2 separate regions of the Mus musculus genome follow, and region 1 is linked to region 2. The links are chromatin contacts, called in public HiChIP or PLAC-seq maps. All regions are on one chromosome and are shown on one strand. Each heading gives the region's core, a stretch centred on a gene start, on an enhancer-like site or on the middle of the called end of the contact. The rest is flanking DNA. Distances are from core to core; before and after follow the strand shown.

Region 1 (4,629 bases), core at 824-3,323, 89 kb after region 2:
ACTTCTCAAGAGAGGGAAGTCACCAGTCTCCCTGGTGTGTGTGTGTGTGTGTGTGTGTGTGTGTGTGTGTGTGTGTGCCCAAGGAGGCCAGAGGCATCAGACACCCCTGCATCTGGAGTGACATGCTGTTGTAAGCTGCCCCACGATTTGGATGTTGGAAACTATGGGTCTTCTAAAAGACTGCTGAGCCGTCTCTCCATCCTTCCTCTTTTTTATTTGAGACAGGATCTGTCTGGTTGGGATTAAAGGTGAGTGCCACCACACCAAACTAAGTGGATGTTTTGAAATAACACTCGAGTGGAAATGAAAGGCCATTTAGAAGGTAGTCTAAGGCCAAGGAGGAGTGAGAAAGAAAAAGGCAGCGAGGAGAAACTTGCATGTTTCCTTGCAGCAACTGTTTCAGATGATGGAATCCTCAACCCCGCATGCTCTCCCCATGCACTCCGCATGCTCTCCCATGCACTCCCGGGGTCAGACATTAGGGCTAGAGGAGACACTAGCAAACAATGGGTTCCAATCACAATTTAAAGCCCCTTGCTTGTTTTTCTTCATTTTCAGAGACTTGAGGGACCCAGTTCTCTCCATTGTGTAGATCCCAGGGATTGAACTCAGGCCATCAGATTGGGTGGCAAGCAACTTTACCCGCTGAGCCACCTTGCTGGCTCATGGATACACGCCATCAGAAGAGTAGCTTTCATAGTAAGGTTAAGAAGCTGGGTGTGGGATGTGATTCAAACAGGAAAGTTCATCACTAATCCACCTCCCCACTCTAACCACTGTGCTGTGACCCCAGGTGTTTGTTTGCTTGTTTGTTTGGGGGGTGTCTTGTTTCTTTCTTTGGGGGGGGGTCACCAGACTGGCCTCCATTTTGTTTTATAATGGAGGATGACTAGAACTCTGAACTGTCCTGCCTCTAACTTCCAAATACTAGGATTATAAATGTGCCCCTCACATCTGGCTTATGCAGTGCTGGGGACAGAACTCAGGGCTTCCTGCACGCTAGCGAGCAAGCACTCTACCAAACTGAGCTGCACGGGGCCACATTTCTTGTCAGAGAACGTACAAGGAACAACAGCACGGTGGAGCATCCAACAAAATAAAAACACTGTTAAGAACTCCAAGATACTTCAGCTGGGTACCTTGGAGACAAGACATGGTTTGTAAAGAAAGAAGGGAAAAGCTTCTTCTCTCTTCAGAGAGAGAGAGAGAGAGAGAGAGAGAGAGAGAGAGAGAGAGAGAGACTGACTCTATGGAGGGGACAGGAAGTGTTCCACAGCACGGGGTGTGCCAAGTCCAGATGTGGTCTCCAGATACCTCCAGCAGGCATACGTTTCCACTGAGGGGAGGACAGGGTTGTTTCTCAAGAAGATATTGGGGGTGGGATGCACATTCGTGGGTAGTGGAGGGACAGAGGCAAAGTTTGCCTTACTATCAGGGAGACCTTAGGGAAAGGCAGGGAAAAGAAGACGGGGCGAGCTAGATCTTGTAGTCACTGAAAAAGTTTACGGAGCCTCTTGAGACGTTTGTGTAGGTTTTTTTTTGAGTGGTATGGTTGGCGAAGATGTGCGTACTGTGAGAACCAAGTTCCTCTCTGCATAATGCCATAACTCCAAACTCGTGGGACAAGCAGGGTGAGGATCACTAGCAGTATGCTGCGCATAGATGTCGAGTCCGCTTCCCAAACTGCATCTTTCTCCGGTTCATCATTGCGCAAGGAGCCAAAGGCTGCCTGGCAGGATGCACCGGTCCAGCCCAGGGCTCCCGCCCTAGCTCCAGCTTAGAGCATCAGGTGGGACCTATGGCACAGGCAGAAGAGGCTGAGGGATCTCTCTCGGACCTGCAGCGCATGAACCATCCGATCGGTGGTCCCAGTGCGTTTGCAGGTTCCTGTAGAGACAGTCAGCTTGGAGGCAGAACTCCCAGGGCACACGTAGCACCCCTCTGTGCTATGCACTAATCTGGCTTCCAAGGGACACTCAGCAGGCCTCGGAGAGGCCCGGGTCCCCCAGACGTGGCAGTCCGGGCCCCCCACCTCACAGACTACAAGTCCCAGCAGCACCCGCAGCTAGTACCTCCTGCCAAGCCGCGGAGACCCCCGTCGGTCCCAGCCGCGGGGAGTGCGCTGTGCTGGGGCCGAGCCGGGTAGGGAGGCCGGTCCCGCGGGCGGGGGCGGGGCCGGCTCCGCGGCTTCTCCCGCCGCCGCCGCCGCCAAGGGGAGTTTCCAGGAAGTGGCCATATTGGATCCATTCAGCCGCAGCCGCCCGGGCGGAGCGCGTCCCGCAGCCGGCTCATCCCCGCCGCGGCCCCGGCGTTCCCCGCAACCCGCCCGCCCGGTGCGCAGCTCGCCATGGCGGCCACCGACTTGGAACGCGTCTCGGTGAGGCCTGTGGCGCGCAGGGGCACGGGAGGGGGCGCGAGGCGGGCTGTCAGCACCGCGCGGCGGGGCCTCGAACCCCGGGACCCGGGAGCTAACCCCGGGAGGGTGTCTCAGAGTGTTGGGCTTCGCGCGATGTGAGCTCTTTCGCGGGAAGAAGCCAAGATCTGGGCTGATCGGGGCAGGTGTGAAGACAAGACTCGTGTCCAGAGGGGAGGATCCCGGACGCCCCCGACTCTTCTCTCCCAGGGTGTTCCTGCACCTCTGGGTACTTGCCTTTGCCGCGCAGGTGCTGTTATCTGGGTGCAAAGAGTGAGGATGGAGCCCCAGGGATCCAGGGATTTTTCTACCCCCCAGCACACACACACATTCCAGAAAGAGCTCAGGGGAGTTGCAGACTTTGGGTTGGAAGAACCCAGGCTCGCTGCTCATCTCCTCCACTGCCCTCCCGGGAACCTGGATCCTGGGTGCGACTCCAGACAGGTCCAGGGCCTCAGTGGTTGGCTCTGGCTCTGCGGCAGCCATTCCCAGGAGCTGAAGTGATTCCAGATCCAAACCATTGAGTGTTTGTTTGGGCCCCAGTCTGGACCTGCCTCTCTCTAGGCTGACGCCCCTTGGTGGTCCTAAGGGGGGTGTCTGTGGACTTGAGCCAGGCTATAGCATGCGGAGGGAGGCCTTTTGGGGGTTGTCTGCACTCTTGGTGTCTAAGGCTGGATTTGGGTGTGTCTGGGAGGCTAGGCTGTGACGGTGAAGGAAGCTGTGTCCTCTTGCCAGCATGTGAGGCCCTGGTCGACTGGAAGGGGAGGAGGGGAAGAGAGGGAGGAGGTGGAGGAGGGCCCAGGGCTGTTGGAGGGAGGGAGAATTCTGAATGTGTGACCGATAACGAATTGGTTCTGGGGCTAAATAAGGGAGCCAGGACTTATGTAATTTTGCTATAAATACTGTCATCTGAATTTATATATGCAAATTTCTTCTTTAATCTGAAAATACATTTGTTGGTCTTTGCGAATATGCATAACAAAGCAGGAGCTTTCATAATGTGTAGACTGGTGTGTTCTGTGCCCCTTGGGGAGGGGGCTGTGTGTCTGTTAAGTAAGTTTGACTTCATGGGTAACAGATGCAGAGGCTGGGCCAAACCAAGGTCCACTTCACTCCCGCGGCGTGAAATGCAGTACGTAAAATGGAATTTATGTACTGCAGGAAAACAGCTGAGTCCTTATAAACCTGCCTAGTGGATGGAGACCAAAAGGGGTGTGTGTGTGTGTGTGTGTGTGTGTGTGTGTGTGTGTGCCTGTCTGACGCTGTGTTTTCTGTGCTTAGCCGACCAGAAGGTGTGTCTGTTCTGTATTGAGGTCAGAGGTTTGTCTAGCAGTTGATCTTGCCGGATGAGAGTATGTGTAAAGCAGCCAGCATCAGTGGCCCGAGAGGATTCCTAGAGATACCACTTGTTGGTCATGGGACCTCTTGCAAGCTGTTTAACCCTCCGTGTTCTCATCTACAGAGTAAGAGAAAAGCGTATCTGCCTCATAGAGTTGTGTGGATAGTGTCAGGACATGATAAGGACTCAGTAAATACCCAGCTGGGTATGAGATGGCTGCAGAAAATGTGTTTGCCTTGGTCGCACCGTCGCCAGAGGTATCATCAGGGGGCCAGCTGAGCGTCCACATTGTACAGCTGGGGCTTGGGAAGACCTTGCCTCTGTTTGCTTATGGATCGCTTCTGTGGGAAGTCTTCATTATTATCCCCATACTGAGCCAAAGCACAGAGCGGGGACTCAAGTTCAGCTACGGCTGGAATCTTGGGGCCTTGATGGTTGTGCCAGAGGGATGGACGCCTTCCCCGCCCTCTGCGCTCTGGGCTGTCAGCCTCCTGGGAGGACTCAGATGGAACTGAATTTGGGTGGAGATGTCGGGTGGAGTTTGGCTGGAATTTAGAAGTCTGGTCTCTTTCGTCCCTTCCTTATCATCCTGGAAAGATAATTTCCTCTCTTATCATGTGCTAAGCCTTGCTGATTCCTTACAGAGGTGTTTTTTTTTTTTTTTTTTTTTTTTTACAGTTAACTGTAGTTTTGGGCTTATTGGAGACACGCTGGATATTTTGCCAGCTGCAAGGTTTGGCGGCACAATTGGCAGGTGTCGACTGCCCCTCTGGCTTGTGCAAAAGTGGGCTTCAGATAACCTGCAAACTGTCTTAGACTGGAGTCTACAAGAGCACACAGAAAGGTTTGGGCTGTAGTTTGGGGTGGAGAGCTTACT
Region 2 (4,511 bases), core at 231-2,730:
GGGAGGAACCACACTGGGTCATTTACATGAACAGGCACCTGTACCACAACCACCAGTGCCCCAGCTCTCTGGCTTTTTTTTTTTTTTTTCCTTTTTTGATATGGCCTCCTTGAGTGGACAGACAGACCTCAAACAAGAGATCCACCCACCTCTGTCAGTCCATGTCCTCCTTTCTGACTTTCAACCAATTCTGCCTGTCCTTCTACTGTCCCTAGCTTCAACTGTTTGTTTGGTTTTGGAGAAAGGGTTTCTTTCTCTGTGTAAGCCTGGCTGTCCATGAACTCAGGGATCTGCCTGCCTCTGCCTCCTAAGCACTGGGATTAAAGGCATGCGTGCGTGCTGTGGCTCAGGGCATACCGAGGTGACTAAGGGAGTAAGAGAATGGCAAATCCCTCAGGACTTAAGTCACAGATGATTGTAAGCCACCATATGGGTGCTAGGAATGGAATCTGGATCTTCTGAAAGAGCAGGAAAGATGTTGAACCATCCCCAGCCCTAAGTTTCTGTTGCTGTATTAAGACAAGCTCACAGTATAAGGCCCTTGCTGGTCTAGAACTCCCTCAAAACTACATAGATCCACCTGCTTCTGTCTCAGGATTGCTGGGGATTAAATGTAGACACCATTATGACCAGAAACTACTTTTAATAAGAGGTTCAAAATGGTTATAGTACACAACCATTTTATAAGCAACCAAAACAAAGATATCAGCCCAGGAAGATGTGGCCTTCGCTTTCCTAGTTAACACCAAATTAAAAAAAAAAAAATCACGGAATTTACCTAACATAATCTTCACCATTTTAAAAAGTACTGTTGTGCTGGCGCATGCCTACAATTCCAGCCAACAGTCCCGAGGAGAGGGCAGTAAAATCTCAAGTTTAAGGCCAGCCTGGCTTCTACAGCAAGATCGGGCCTCAACCTCTCCATCAAATTTAAGTGCACCTTCACGGATATTCACAATGCCATGAAACCGACAGCAAAATCGGCCGCACATCTAACACAAGACACTGATTGCATCAGCCTTTCATCACAGATAGTGGCCAGCGATGACCTCAGAGGGAGCCGTTGGAGTCACCCAAGTGACCTTAGGCCAGTCATTTCGATATGATAAGAACTCCTCCACGTCTGCCCCGCGAGGGCGTCGGAAGGAGAGGTGCGCGGCTGTACCCCGCCCGCCCCGCACTCACGCGGCGCCACGCGCAGGATGCGCTCGCGAGTGCGGCGCAGCACGTTGGGGATGCCTTTGCTGAAATAGCTTGGGAAGGCGCGCTGCTCAAAGGGCGACAAGCTGTAGGAGATCACGTGCCGTATCCGCGCCAGGTTCCCAAACTCGCGGCCCATGGTGACGGCGGCCCTGGGACAGAAGATAGACGCGTGGCTCAGTCTCGCGAAAAACCTCCCACGGCCTAACACCGACCCCCAGGATCGGTCACCTCTACCTCCAGAGCTCTGAGCCGGCTTTCGCCCGTCACTTCCGGGAGGAGCGGAAGCCGAGCCTAGAGAACGTGAAGTCATTTCCGGGAACTACCATTTTCTTTCGATCTCAAGGGGGAGACTCAAAAAAAAAATTGTCAGTTGACCTGAGTGGGCGTGGCCTGACCTTCGTGTAGCCGGAAAGGACCAGTACCAAGAGGGCTGGGCGGAGCTTAGAGGCGCTTCTAGCGACACGTGGGTGGGGCTTATAGAGGTGCTTGTGGGCTTACGGTAAGTAGTGAACGCACGGGAGAGGTTGATGTTGCCAAGGGGCGGGGCTTGAAGAGGAATGGTGGCTTGGTGGGAGGGGTGCCAAGCAAGTGGGCGGGGCTTATTAGCCACCCTGGGGATCTTAGGTGGATACGTCCGTAAGGTCCCCCGTCGAGAGGTGCACGGGGCGGGGCCTATAGGTGCATGGGGCGCGGATTAGGGTGATGGGCGTGGCTTAGGAGCACCTGGGTGTTCCAAGAGGCGGTCCTTTCCGCTCAGTACCAGGCCTTTGCATAACAGCCGGCAGCTGCTCAAAAATTAAAAAGAAAAAACAAAAAGACTTGTTCTCCTCGTTCTTCTGCTGTCCCTTACTCTCCACCAGGTATATGTGGTCCTCATAACCAAAAGGGCCTTCACTGACCACAGTACAAAATTAAGGACACGGATCTAGAGCTTTGGTACACACTGCCTAGCAAGCCACTGGCAGGCTGTAGACTTGTCCAAGATGTGACATAAACGTTTCTCCCAGTTCAGCCACGAACGAGTGTGGCAGTTGTCAGACGCACATAGTGGTGATGGGAGCCAAGGAGAAAGTGGTGGGTTTGGGCTGAGTGTGTCATCAAACCCAGACCCCACTCTCTAAGGAACTGTTATGTTTTCTCTAAAGTGCATTCATTCTCCTAGCTAATATTATCCTGTGGGACTCACCGCCCTTTCTCCTCCTCTCAGTGGCTGTAAATGGGTTAACTGGCTGTAAATAATCTGGCAATCAAACTGGGGCAGTTTGGCGGTGAGCTTCAGTTTTGCAAGAGTACTTCAGCCTTATCTATCTGGTGCTGGGCAAACTGATTTTTTTTTTATCCTGTGTCATTAGTGTGTTTTGACTTTCTCCCAAGAGATAGTCTCCTTCCAAGGGGTGCTAGATAGCCTTTCATGGTGCACCTGCACATTCTCCCCCCCACCTCCACCCTGCCCCCATTTTCCTTAAACATTATCTAGCTTGATCTCACCTCCAAGGCCGGGACACAAATACTTTAATCAAGGACTAAAACACTGTCCTGATTTCTGCCATCTGGGTGGTTGGTTAAAGAATAAATACGATGTCTATTTAATTGCATTTGCTGATGTCTCAAGATTTTTCAACCAAAGTATAGTCAAGTGAATTGTAGACCAAAACAAGGGCATCAGGATATTGTACTGTCACTACATTTTAAAATATGTATTTGGTATGTAAGTGCTAGGGGTGTAGGTCAGAAGACGAGCTGTAGAAGTCTCTTCTCCCTTTTTCTCTGTGGATCACAGGGGTTGAAGTTAGGCCTTTAGGACTGGATGACTTTTGGTCGTTAGGCTTGGCGGCAAGTTGCTATCTTGCCATTCCAGCTAGATATTGTGGCTTTTTTTTAATTGTTTATTTTCATTTTATAATGGGTGTTTTGTATTCCTAAGGATGCCCGAGAAAGGCATTGGCTCCCCTGGAAGTGGAGCTATAAATGGTTGTTCTAAGAAGAGCAACCAGTGCCCTTAACTGCCAGGTCATCCATCATCTTTCTGGCCCCAAGACATTGTATGTTTTAATTGCTCAAAGTTAAAGGTGATGTCCTCTTTTTATTTTGAGATGGGGTCTCTCAAAATTATGTAGCTCTGACTGTCCTAGAACTCTCTATATAGACCAGGCTGGCTTGAATCCACAGAGATCCACCTGCCTGTGTCTCCTGAATGCTGGGATTAAAGGCGTGAACCTCTACACCTGGGCCCTGATGTCCTTTTTCAAAGCACATTGCAAGTAGCTGTTGTCTTGGGCCAACTTTACAACCCCTCTACTAAGCCACCTGGACAGGCTGAACAGCCTAACATCACTGGAATTTCAGAACCCATTGTGACTTTGTTTCTCTGATTCACTGTGCAGTAAGCCATCAGTTATTCTAACCACCTGGACGTGGGAGCTGTGGAGATAGACGATGAATCAAGAGGAAAAAATAAACCTAATACTTCTGCAGTCACATCTCCAGCCCTAAGAGGTTTTGTTTTATAATTCCTTGGGTTTCTGTTGGGCTCTCACCTATATAAGTAGTCCACTAGGGTGACGATACTTGGTGGGTTTGAAATAAATGTCCAGGAGAAACAGGGAAAGAAAGCCAAATAAGTAGATAAATCTGTATCTAATGAGAACAAATTGGATAAAACCGTGTTGTCAGCTGACTGCTGTAGAGCTGATAAGAAACAATGTACAGCTAGGCATGCTTGAGGTCTGATTACAGAAGTGAAGTCAGTCTTCCACACCTAGATTTTATTTAAGGACCACGCCAGGGCCTCCCCGACCTTTAGAAAGAAGACTGGCACGAGGAGATGCGTTCCTTCTTAGTTCTCCCAAGTCATGGCACTTCCCAGCAACTTCCTGTTGGGGGTTTGCTGCTTTGCCTGGCTGTGTTTTCTTAGTAGCCTTAGCTCTCAGGCTTCTACTGAAGAATCCCAGAGTGGAGCCAGTGAAAATGTGGAGTCTGAGGCAGACCCCTGGTCCTTGCTGCTGCCTGTAGATGGGACTGACAGGTCTGGCCTCTTGCCCCCCCTCTTTAAGGTTCTATCTGATAGGCGAGGTGAGACCCCTAAGCTGCAGCCTGACTCCAGAGCACTCTACTACATGAAAAAGCTCTATAAGACGTATGCTACCAAAGAGGGGGTTCCCAAACCCAGCAGAAGTCACCTCTACAATACCGTCCGGCTCTTCAGTCCCTGTGCCCAGCAAGAGCAGGCACCCAGCAACCAGGTGACAGGTGGGTAAGAGGAGGTTGCTCAACTGGGCTGGGAGAAAAGACAGAGGCTTTACCGATTC

Evidence for each region. HiChIP or PLAC-seq counts read pairs in DNA pulled down with a chosen protein or histone mark.
Region 1: an H3K27ac HiChIP or PLAC-seq map of embryonic stem cells shows a contact between it and region 2, with 11 read pairs. The contact joins the promoter of Septin8 here to the promoter of Uqcrq in region 2. A contact is called at or near these places in 6 of 115 datasets of contacts at active chromatin or transcription factors (the SCID.adh cell line, bone marrow-derived macrophages, embryonic stem cells and 2 more) and 3 of 9 other capture datasets (adipose tissue, liver and pancreatic islet).

The regions. Positions count from the first base shown.
Region 1 is chr11:53,517,663-53,522,291 of GRCm38.p6, forward strand. It overlaps Septin8 (septin 8), which reads left to right and starts at 2,074. Exons shown (of 10, transcript NM_001347496.1): 1 at 2,074-2,377. The coding sequence starts at 2,348.
Region 2 is chr11:53,429,351-53,433,861 of GRCm38.p6, forward strand. It overlaps Uqcrq (ubiquinol-cytochrome c reductase, complex III subunit VII), which reads right to left and starts at 1,481. Exons shown (of 2, transcript NM_025352.3): 1 at 1,186-1,481. The coding sequence starts at 1,339. It overlaps Gdf9 (growth differentiation factor 9), which reads left to right and starts at 3,936. Exons shown (of 2, transcript NM_008110.2): 1 at 3,936-4,452. The coding sequence starts at 4,056.